Linked DNA regions of Callithrix jacchus: region 1 is linked to region 2. A link is a contact called in public Hi-C data. All regions are on one chromosome and are shown on one strand. The core of a region is the stretch at or near the end of the contact, and the rest is flanking DNA. Distances in the headings are between cores, read along the strand shown. Region 1 has its middle 100 kb from the start of ANKRD10. Region 2 holds the start of NAXD (NAD(P)HX dehydratase).

Region 1 (5,515 bases), core at 2,539-5,038, 200 kb after region 2:
AACATTTATAATAACAACTATTACTACTATTCAAAACATTACAGGATAAAGAAGATGAAACAAGTGGAAAACCACAGTATGTTCGTGGGTGGGCATCACCTCATCACATAGGTAGCACTTCTCTGTAGTCTACTTATAAGTTAAGCTTGATCCCATTTAAAATATGAGAAGCATTGAAGATTTTCTTTCAAATGAAACAAATTTTAAACTGTATAAAACACATACATATGAGATTTACATAAACTATCTCCGGAAAGATGCAGGAGAAATGGAATCTATTGGCTGCTCCCTGAGAAGGAAATACGATGGTTGGGGGGAGAGACTCAGAGATTCATTTCATTGGCTCTCATTTTGCTTTATTTTTATTTTGAACTATATGAGTATATAATTTTTGAAAATAGAAAATTATTTAAAATGGTAGCATAGATATTAAGCAATCAAGAAATCCCAGGAAAATACTTAAAAATAAAACAATAAAGTTTCTCATGTATTAAAACATATTATAATGTGGTATTAGTTCATGAATAGAGGGATGGAAATATCTAGGAAGTCCAGAAAACAGATGCCATATTATTATGTAATAAAACGGCATTTGAAATCAGCAGAAGTGTGTGATCATCTGAAAGAGAAAGTTGGATTCCAACTACTCACATTTACAAAGTAAATTCCACATGGATGGAAAAGTTACACATGAAAAAGGAAACCTTAAAAGTAACAGAAAAAACTGGGAGAATTATCAAATAAACTGATTCAGAAAGGACCTTTTAAATTCTGACACAAAATCTTTAAGCCAGAAAAGAAAAGATTGAAAATTTGATCATCTCCCCACCCCCTCAAACTAAGATATTCCTGGAGGGCACACATCATCATAAATACAATTAAATGATAATAAGTGAGGAAAAACACATGTACTTCACTTTAGAGGAAAATGGCCAACACAGTTAACTTTGTTGGGTGTTTTAAATATTAATTCCTAAAAATCAATATTTAAAAAGTCCAAGCACTTAACAGAAAGGTGGGAAAAGTACATGAAGAGTTTACACACATACATAACCGGTTCCTTGGTGTTCAAACTCCTTACAATCAGAATGCAAATTAAAACAACACTGAAATACTATTTCATTTGCTTAATAGATTGGCAAGGATTAGCACAAATAAAGTCTGTTCTCACACTGTATTTGTAAAGACGGCGGGGGTGGGGAGCGAAATTCGCAGTTTATCTTTGCTGCTGGAACTGTAAACAGGTAAAATTTTGATGGAAGATCCTTTGACGACAGCCAACAAAATGTAATATGCATGAAGCCTTCAACCCAGCAACTCTAGATGTTTAGCCTATGGATCTACTCCTACGGGTGCAGAACGGCTCCTGCGCGAGCACAGTTGATCACGATGATGTTTGTCAAAGCAACAGAATAGAAATAACTTCATGTCTGTTGGTGGGGATGCTTCCACAAATACTGGTCCCGCCATAAAATAAAATGCTATGAAACCATTTCAAAGAGTGAGGATACCCTGTATGTGCTGAAATGAAACGATTTTCAATATAGAAAGTTAAAAAAACTAATGTGAAGAAGTGAAAAAAAAAGGAACAACAGAAACAATGTGAGGTACGTTTGGGATACTCTCACTCATATTATATTGTGTATGTGTATACATATATGTATGTGTATATATGACATATATTTCATGCAGATAATGCATTACATAATACTTTCATTGCCAAGAAACTGGTAAGCGTGCTCATCTCTGAATGGGAAAAATAAGTGCCGCATCAATACAGGTGCATGCCAGTGCATGTTATATATTCAAGCAACGACAAACATAAATAAAATAGTATAATAAAACCAAAAGCTTTTAAGTGTATTCTTTCAACAGCTTTTACTAAGCATCTTCATTGCAGACCCTGTATTAGATGACAGCATAAACCAGCAAGACAGACCAGGCCGGAGCAAAATTAAGACTGAGAGATGAAACCAAGATTGAGGCCAGGTTGGGAAAGTTTAACCTCCCAGCTGGGTGACCAAGCCGGAATAGCACATCCTGGTGCTGGGCATGAGGTCTATGAGAAGGGAAATAGGGGGCACTTAGAGCCCCAAATCCATGAAGGGCACTGGTCTGTTTTAGGAAAGCAACATCCTGGGGCTTCATGGTGTTCCGTGCTCCCTGCTGGGAAGCGCTGGGCTGGCTGGAGGTTTTCACCTCAGGACTGAGGGTCCATCCCCACACTGCCTTGCTGAAGGTGTTGGTGCTTTCTCAACGACCTTGACTTCTCATGTTTGTCTGGTGGAATACGTCAGGGCTGGGGAGACAGTAGTATTAACAGCATATTCTCCTCAACAAAAGCGTTTATTGCATGCATCCATGGCCTCTTTGCAAAGATGGGAACAGCACGTCGACATAACACACAATTTCATGTCTCTGATGATTCAGAAGGCACCTCAGTGCCTCAGGCTCATCATTAGAAGCCATTGATGGCTCTGTAGATGTGGTAGTAAAGTCCAGGTAGCCGAAAGATTGAGTAAGGAAGGATTTGCTGGGAAATGGGGGTCTCCTGCTGCAGTGCTCCCCAGACACCTCTGGAAGTGGCCTCTGCCTGGGGCCTCTCTCCGCTGACAGTGATAACGCAGACGTCCTCGATTCAAAGTTGAAGACTGCCAAAATGTTCCACATCCGAGATAAGCTGGCTTCGCCTTGTTAATTTAGTCCTGCTCTCAAAGAAAAGGAACAGGTCCTTACCCTGGCCCCCGGGGTGACAAGGGCCACAGTCCCTAAAGAGCCTAAAATTCCCAGGATGCTCGCCTTTTGAATCCAGTTAGGGAATATTATTTATAACAGCTGTTTCCCATACTAATTAATTAAGCGAAATAATGGATTTGGAAGTGCTGAGTACCGAGAGTCATGTACAAGCTCGGCCCTATCCTTAGCCTTCCCCATTTAGCGGGGGCCTGAGAACTGGGTAGAATATTTACTTGATGCTTTGAACAAACTCACTGCACTCCCTTAACAGTCCTTTCAGACGGATGTTATAATTTGCTCCATGGTTGCAGATGAGAAAAGTCACTCGGGAAGGTTGAGCCGTTATCCGCTGCCACACAGCTCCAAAGCGCTGGAACTCAGAAGTGAAGCCCATGTTGGTAGAGGGCAGAGCTGCAAACTTGCTCCTGCTGCGGTACTGCCTGGCCGACGCTCACGCACGACGGGGCCACCGCGCTCATGACAGTGCCTGGAGCGGGCGGCCACTCCCAGAGCCCTTCCCTCCACGGCCAAGCCCGCGGAGTGAGCGCCCGGCCTTCGGCGAAGCACAGGGAAGCCCAGCGCCCTCGCCCTGGTCCTTTGATACAGGACGTGAGCTCCCCTGGGCAGAGGCCCCCGCATCCTGGGGCTTTCTGCCAGGCAGGGGCTGGGATTGAGCCACCAGTCAGCACGCGTGAGACCGGGCTCGGGGAGGGCAGCCTCCGTTAGCCCCGCACGCGGGTATCCGCCGCCGGGACCCAGTTCCCCACGGCCTGCCTGCCGCGGTCTGCAAGACTGGAGCACCCCGAGCGCCCTGTGCCCGCGTCTGCCCTGTTTCTTCCCCTCCGCCGCGTGCTCGTGTCAATTCCACTTCCCCAGGGGCTCAGGTCCTCGGCTTCCCAAAGGCCCGTCTGTCCCGCAGCGGCACTTTCCGGCGCGTCTTCCTTCCCCCGCCTCCGCCTCCTGCCCCCCGCCGTCTTCTCGCCGCTCCGCGCGGGCTGTCCCTCCTGCAGACACCGCTCCTGCCCGCGGCGCGCTCGCCGCCTCCTGCCCTGCAAAGCGAGGCCGCTTCCGGACAGACCCGCCGGGGGGCAGATCTCCGGAGCCCGGAGCCCGAGGGGCTGCGGCAGAGCGGGAGGCGGCCCCAGGCTCCGGCGGGAGGAGACCAACTCCCCCCGAGGACGGCGCTGCTGGGGAAGGCGGATGCAGGGGCCGCGACGCACGGACAGGAAGAGCCCTACCGGTGGGGGGAGCTGCGGAGGGGGGCTCGAGAGGGAGGGACAGAGACTCGCCCGACGACGCGCCCCTCACGACGTGGCCCCTACGACGCGCTAACTCAGGACGACGCCCTCAGGACGCGCCCCCCCTTCAGGACGCACCTCCTCACCACGTCCCCCACGGCGCGCCCCCCTCAGGACGCGCCCCTCACCACGTCCCCCACGTCGCGCCCCGCTCAGGACGCGCCCCTCACGACACGCCCCGCTTGGCTTCCGAAGCTCCCCCTCCCGACGCCCCTCTCCTGGCGCTCCCCCGCGAGGCGCCCTCCCACGACTCCCCCTCAGGACCCCCCCCTCACACAACGGCCTTCACACGAGCGACCCTCTGGACAACGTGACCTTCAACCCTCCAGGGTTCGGTTTTGACCTTTGCTTTCCCTCCAGACTTTCCTGCCTCTGGAATCAAAGAGCCGCGGAAAGAAAAAGACTTTAGAGACGGACCCTTGCGGGTGAGGAAACAGAGGCCCAGAGAAATCTACCGACCGACGGAAGTCGCACGGATCGGCAGACCCGGGCCTCGAACACGCAGCCTTGCTGCTTCCCACTCCTGCAGGCGCAACTGCGTGGGGGCTGCGTCCGGAGAGCCAGGCTGGGCAGCTCGGAGCCGCACACGCGCCGTGTGTCGTGGCTTCCGGGCTCGGCGTGCGGGGTCCCCGTCCGCGCTCTCACCAGCGTCGGCTGAGCGGCGTTCTCACGCGGGGCCACCTCTTCGGGAGTCCCCACGGGCTGCTGGCAGAGCTCACCTTCCCTCTGGGACCCCAGTCCTTGCTGGCTGTCGGTGGCTGCCCTCAGTCTGTCTCCAAATGGTCGTTTCCAGGGCGGCCTCTTACTTCTTCAGCCCGCGGGGGCTCTAGAGCAAGTCTGCTGTGGGTGGAGGCCGGGGAACGTGCCCGGATCACGGGAGAGACATGCTGTCCCTCTACCATACGCTGTGTGTCAGGAGCAAGTCACAGGTCCCCCCACATCAAGGAGAAAGGATTCCAGCAAGACAGGAATAGGAGGAGGTGGCGACCCAGGTGCCGCCTGGGCGTCTGTCCAGCACAGGCCCCGATTCCCAGATGAATGCATGCCAGACGCACGCACCGATTCCAAACAGCAGCAGCACGGCCATGTGCTCAACAGTGTTTTTCATTTTATTTTATTCATTAAATGCGAGGCACTGGAAACAGCAGTGAAGCAAAAGAGAAAAATCCCTGCCCTCATGAAGCTTAGATGACATTAGCGCACAGTAAATCCGGGCAGCCATCAGCTGTGCAGCCGGCCCTGCCTTTCTCTCAGTGTCAACAACATGCAAATGCATGGTCGTGATGCTTAATTTTATATGTCAGCGTGGCTGGGCCGGGATGTGTAGTCAAACCTCATTCTGGATGTCCCTGTGAGGATGTTTTTGGGTGAGATGAACATTTAAACCAGTGCACTTTGAGTAAAGCAGATGGCCCTTGCTAGTAGATGGGTCCCCCGGGGTCAGCTGAAGGCCTGAATGGAACAGTGACTGACCTGCCTGA
Region 2 (5,192 bases), core at 873-3,372:
ATTTACTACAGTGAGACTCTGTCTAAAAAAGAAAAAGAAAGAAAGAAACATTTACAATCTATTTTCTCTGAAGCCTGCTACCTGGCTTCAGAGGCTTCATCTGCACCATCCCTTATCTTAATCCAGGCACTTCTTTCTATTGATTCCATGTCTTTAAGTAAACTTTCAACCAATTACCAATCAGAAAATATTCGAATCCACCTGTGTATTACTGGAAGCCCCTCTCTGAGTTGTCCTGCTTTTCTGGACTGACTGAACCAATGTACTTCTTTATATGTACTGATTGATGCCTTCTGTATCCCTGCCACATATAAGACCAAGCTGTAGCCTGACCACCTTGGGCACACGTTCTCAGATCTCCTGGGGCTATGTTACAGGTCATGGTCACTCATCTTTGGCTTAGAATAAATCTCAAATATTTGAGAGTTTGATTCTTTTCGTTGACACTCATGCAGCAGACTACTGCCATCATCCAGGCTACACACTATTAAACAGAAAAACCCTAGACACATTTATATTTTAACTGAGTGTATTTGAACAAAACAAAGCAGATTCCTGAAAGGGGCAACCCTCCAAACCAGAGCAGGTCAGAGCACTCAGGAACATGATCTGACAGCAGAAGTGTATTTTAGGGACAGCTGATTGATCAGAGCTTCATTGCTTAACGGGTTAGTAGTCCCCTGCCATTAACTAAAGCTCAGTTACTGTGGTTAAACTCCTTATTGGTTTGGTCTGGTAGGTATAGTTCAGGGTTTGACTCTGTTATCAGAAAGTGGTTCCAGACCCCGAGAGAGTTTTTGGACCTTATGCAAGAAAGTATTCTGGGTGAGTCCAAAAGTGAAAGCAAATTTATTAAGAAAGTAAGGGAATAAAAGAATGGCTACTCCATAGGCAGAGCAGTGGCACTGGCTGCCTGACTGAGTATACTTACAGTTATCTCTTGATTACAGGCTAAATAACGAGAGGAGTATTCATGAGTTTTCCAGGAAAGGGGTTGCCAATTCCTGGAACGGAGGGTTCTTCCCCTTTCCAGACCATAGGAAGTAATTTCCTGACATTGCCATAGCATTTGTAAACTGTCATGGCACTGGTGGGACTTTCAGTATGCTAATACATGATATTCAGCAAATAATGAGCAGTGAGGACTTTCGTGGCCATCCTGGTTTTGGTGGGCTTTGGGCTGGTTTCTTTGCTGTGTCGTTTTATCAGTGGGGGGGTTCTGTGACCTGCATCTTGTGGCCATTGGCTATTTTATCCTGTAACTAAGAATGCCTAACCTCCTAGGAATGCAGCCCAGTAGGTCTCACCCTCATTTTACCCAGCCCCTATTCAAGATGGAATCACTCTGGTTTAAAGGCCTCTGACATGTTGAGCCATCCTCCCACCTGTAGTCCCAAGGAGCCGGGACTACAGGTGCCCACCACCATCCCCTGCTAATTTTTCAAACAATTTTTGGTAAAGAAGGGGGGTTCTCATTATGTTATGTTGCCCAGGCTGGTCTCGAACTCCTGGGCTCAAATGATCCTCCCATCTTGGACTCCCAGAGTGCTGGGATCACAAGCGAGCCACCATGCCTGGCCCCACGAGTTTCCTTTGGCACCATGAGAGTGGCTTCAAACAGGGTGGCAGTAGAGGTGAGAGGCCTCAGCCACAAGAGGAGCACGGGTGGGAGAGAGAGGTCAGGACGCCTTCCAGGGGTTTGGGCCTCAACGCGGGAGTGATGGAGCTGCCATGACCTGAGACGGTTGAAGGCGGCTGGGCCTCTCGGTGTGCTTGGTTTGGGGTTCAGGGCAGAGGTCGCCCTGGAGCAGAAAGGCACCTGATTGCTACACTGTGGGCACTTAGGGGGCCTCGCCACTCCACCTGCCGGCAAAATCATTTTCTATAACGACACATGCGTAAAAAAGGGCCGATAAACACAAACAAGATCCTAAAGCTGACTCATCTCAATTCTTCAACCTGCCTTTCAGCAGAACTCTCGTAGGCCAGAGCTGGGCCAGGCCGGATTGGGAGTCGCGCTTGTCAATCATCTAGAAAGAGGTGTGATTGCGCGAGTTGGGATCCCAATGCCGGCAGCGGCGCGGGAGCGGTCGGGAAACCGGAAACAGCTATTCTTGCCTGTGTTTCCGGCGGTGGCGCGGGGGCCGCCGGGAGTCCGGAATGCAGCCGGATGGCCCTGAATTCTCACTGTGGGGCGTTCCGGACTTGCAGGCGAGGTAAGGTCGACTCCGTCCGGCCCGGGAATGGTCACACGAGCGGAGGCCGGGGCTGCGGTTGCCGGCGCGGCTGTTGTCGCTTTGCTCTCGGCCGCACTCGCGCTGTACGGGCAGCCACTGGACGCAGGTACCCGACCGCTGATCACCGACCTCCTCTGCTGGCTCGCGAAGGGAAGGCGCCGCCGAGGGTCAGCCCACGCGCGGGACCGGGGCGCCGTGTGCCTGCGGGGCTGAGTAGGGAGAGGCGAGAGGCCTCCTGGAAGCCGGCTGGGCGCTGCTGGTGGTGACAGGAGCCCCGCGCGGGGTAACAGAGGGTGGCGCTGGGGCTGGAGCCACCCGCTGTCATAGCGTCCCGGCAGCGGGCGTGAGCTGCGGAGCCCGCGCGGTGGCCGAGGAGCATGGTGCGGAGGGCCGGTAGGAGGACCCTGGGGCGCCGTGGGGGTCGAATCCCAGTTTGCTCTGGCCCCGCTCCCAGTCTGGGAACGATGCTCGCCATCTCCTGGCTTGCTGTGGTCTTGCTATTTTGCCACACGCTGTTTGGGAAAATAGTGTCTTGTGGCCTGGCTAATCCATTACTAACCACAGCTGGAGACGGGGGACCTCCTGGGGCCCTGGGAGGCGGCGGACGTGCTGCCGAGCTGACGGGTTAGCGGGCTGCGCGCCTACAGGAAGCAGGGCCGCGTCTGCATCCCCAGCTGGAAGCTCCAGTGCCACTAGGCAAGTGACAGACGACCCTGCACGTCTTTGGACAATAGGGACCAGATACTGCGACGCCTGGACCTCAGAGAAGGACTCGACCAGCCAGGCCTCCTCCTTCGCTCGCCCCGGGCCACAGTGTGTGTGCGCGCGCGCGCAGGAGGTCCCTTGGGGAGGGAGGCTCACCTGAGTCATCCCCAGAACCCGGAGCGCTGGCCAGATGCCCCCGAGGGCGCTGCCCTGGTCTTGGCTGGTCCTCGGACTCTGAGATGCCTTTTCAAATAGAACGGATTATGTAGGAAGAATTTAAGCAGGAGCTGAGCAAGTGCTCGGAGCCCCATCTTTTCTTAGGGTTTTTCCCTTTCTGTTTGCCTTGTGGGTATTGGTGTATCTAACATCTTTTATACAGGAAGTAGTTCTTGTATTGTGACTCCTCATTTCTCATAAGGAGAGATTGCTGTTATCCACCTTGGTACAGAAGATAAATAGAGGCTTAGGGAAAGTGACTTAGCCAGGATTCTTCAGCCAGCAAGTGGCTGAAATCGTTAAATGGGATTTGTTGCTGTAGTCTCTGGGCAGATTGTACCTTGTGTGTATGTTGGGCATCGTCAGAGCTTTTGGCTTTTTGTTCTCCTCACACTGGCTCTGAATCATTGAGTGGCTCTGAGAGGGTCCTCCACACTGCCCCTCAGTCACACCAGCAGGGAGCCTTCTTAAAACCACTTGATATACAGATTTATTTGTAGCTGTTTACCTTAAATTCACACACCATGATTAGTGGCAAGATTTTTCATTGTACTTGGTTGAGGGTTCATTATCAGACTGATTTCCTAAACTTCTACCAAAAGCCAGGTAGTGTTGTATATTACTGACTTCTCACCCAGGCTTTAGGCTATATTTCAGTTAACTTAGGGATTGTTGCTCTAAATTAGTTGTAGTTTACGTTAACTTAAAGTACTTTTATTTTTTTAAATAGAATTTTCCAGTACTAAAGACACTTTTAGCGCAAAGCAGCAGTGATAGTCTTCCCCAGACAGCTTCTTTAAAACCAAACAGATTTGACCTGTTCTTCCAGACTCAGAATTGTCCTGAGAAAAGTTCCTGAATACCATAAAATATTAAGTCACCTCTTGTCAAGGCCTTTTTATCCTTCAGAACTTTAATGTTTGCGTGTAAATGTTTCTGTGGGTGAGTTCAAATATCGATGTCAGTAAGCCAGCAGGAACTTGCTTCACTGCCAAATGCTGGGAAGTTTAGTTGACCACTTTGGCCCTTTTGCTAACAGAAGCTGTTTGTCTTAGGTGAATGCTTTTGAGCAGCCTGGATTTTACTTTGTGTTAATACAATTCTAGTTAAAGGAAAATGTGGTACTTCTTATTTTGCCTTATAATGGGAGCATTTTACACCTACTATGTGCCCACAAAAAGAAAAACAAAAACCTGGCAGCACTTTAGTAAATGAGTGTCTTGTGGCCTGGCTTGTCCATTACTAACCACAGCATCGGGTCTCTCTCTGGGCCCCAGTTTCCTTACCTGTAAAAGAAAGAGAAACTGGCTGTTGGTGAGGAGAGCGAATCAAGATGTCTTTACTTCATCAAACATTTATCAAGTGTTGTGTTCTGTGCCACGCTGTGTTCGAGGTAATTGAGGTGAGTCCCACATGGAAGCAGTCAGTGCTGCAGTGTGTGGATGGTGCCACCTTCCATGCAGGCAGACAGTAGTGGGGTGGTGATTCACTAGTCCAGACAGACCTGCCTTCTTTTGTCTGGGTCAGTCCCTGCCGTGTAGGTTATCTGTGTGTGAAAGGTTTCAGAACCCACATGTAATAATACCTACTTTACTTTTGGTATCACTTTGAATTTTTTCAATTATAGCAAAAGCTACTATCAATTATGTTATGATTTTAAAATAATTTTAAGCTAGCTTAAAATTTGAGGTTCACCTTTGTTATGTGTAAATCTTTAAGTATTCAGTTTCTGGATGATGCTTCTTGTCCTCCAGGGTTCTTAGACCAACCCTTAGAGTAGCATCATGGTCAGGGAACTGGGACTCTCACAAAGTCTCAAGATGTCACAGCAGAACAGGAGGAGGAGGAGGAGGAGACTTGCTTTGGTGTGTTGATCAAGTTGCTATGAGGGTAATTTGCACATTTTGGGCTCCAAAACACCTTCTATGTAAGATAAAAGAATAGCTCAAAATAGGATTTCCCCCCATGTTTTCTTTCTAGGCATCATAAGGATCGCTATGTGAATACAGTGTGTTTTTAAACAATCAGAATTGA

What was found. A called contact is a pair of places that touch in the nucleus more often than the background predicts.
Region 1: a Hi-C map of induced pluripotent stem cells shows a contact between it and region 2, with 1.9 times the contacts expected there. The contact joins the enhancer-like site here to the promoter of NAXD in region 2. A contact is called at or near these places in 2 of 3 Hi-C or Micro-C datasets (induced pluripotent stem cells and skeletal muscle).

What each region holds. Positions count from the first base shown.
Region 1 is chr1:26,383,948-26,389,462 of calJac240_pri, forward strand. No RefSeq gene overlaps it. Among named protein-coding and RNA genes, the nearest start is that of ANKRD10, 100 kb to the right of the region's middle. Within about 2 kb of position 3,789, at least 4 of the 16 cell types and tissues checked have an H3K27ac peak or open chromatin away from gene starts, as enhancers often do. A contact at or near this core is called in skeletal muscle, where this site is marked.
Region 2 is chr1:26,187,250-26,192,441 of calJac240_pri, forward strand. It overlaps NAXD (NAD(P)HX dehydratase), which reads left to right and starts at 2,123. Exons shown (of 11, transcript XM_078331552.1): 1 at 2,123-2,343.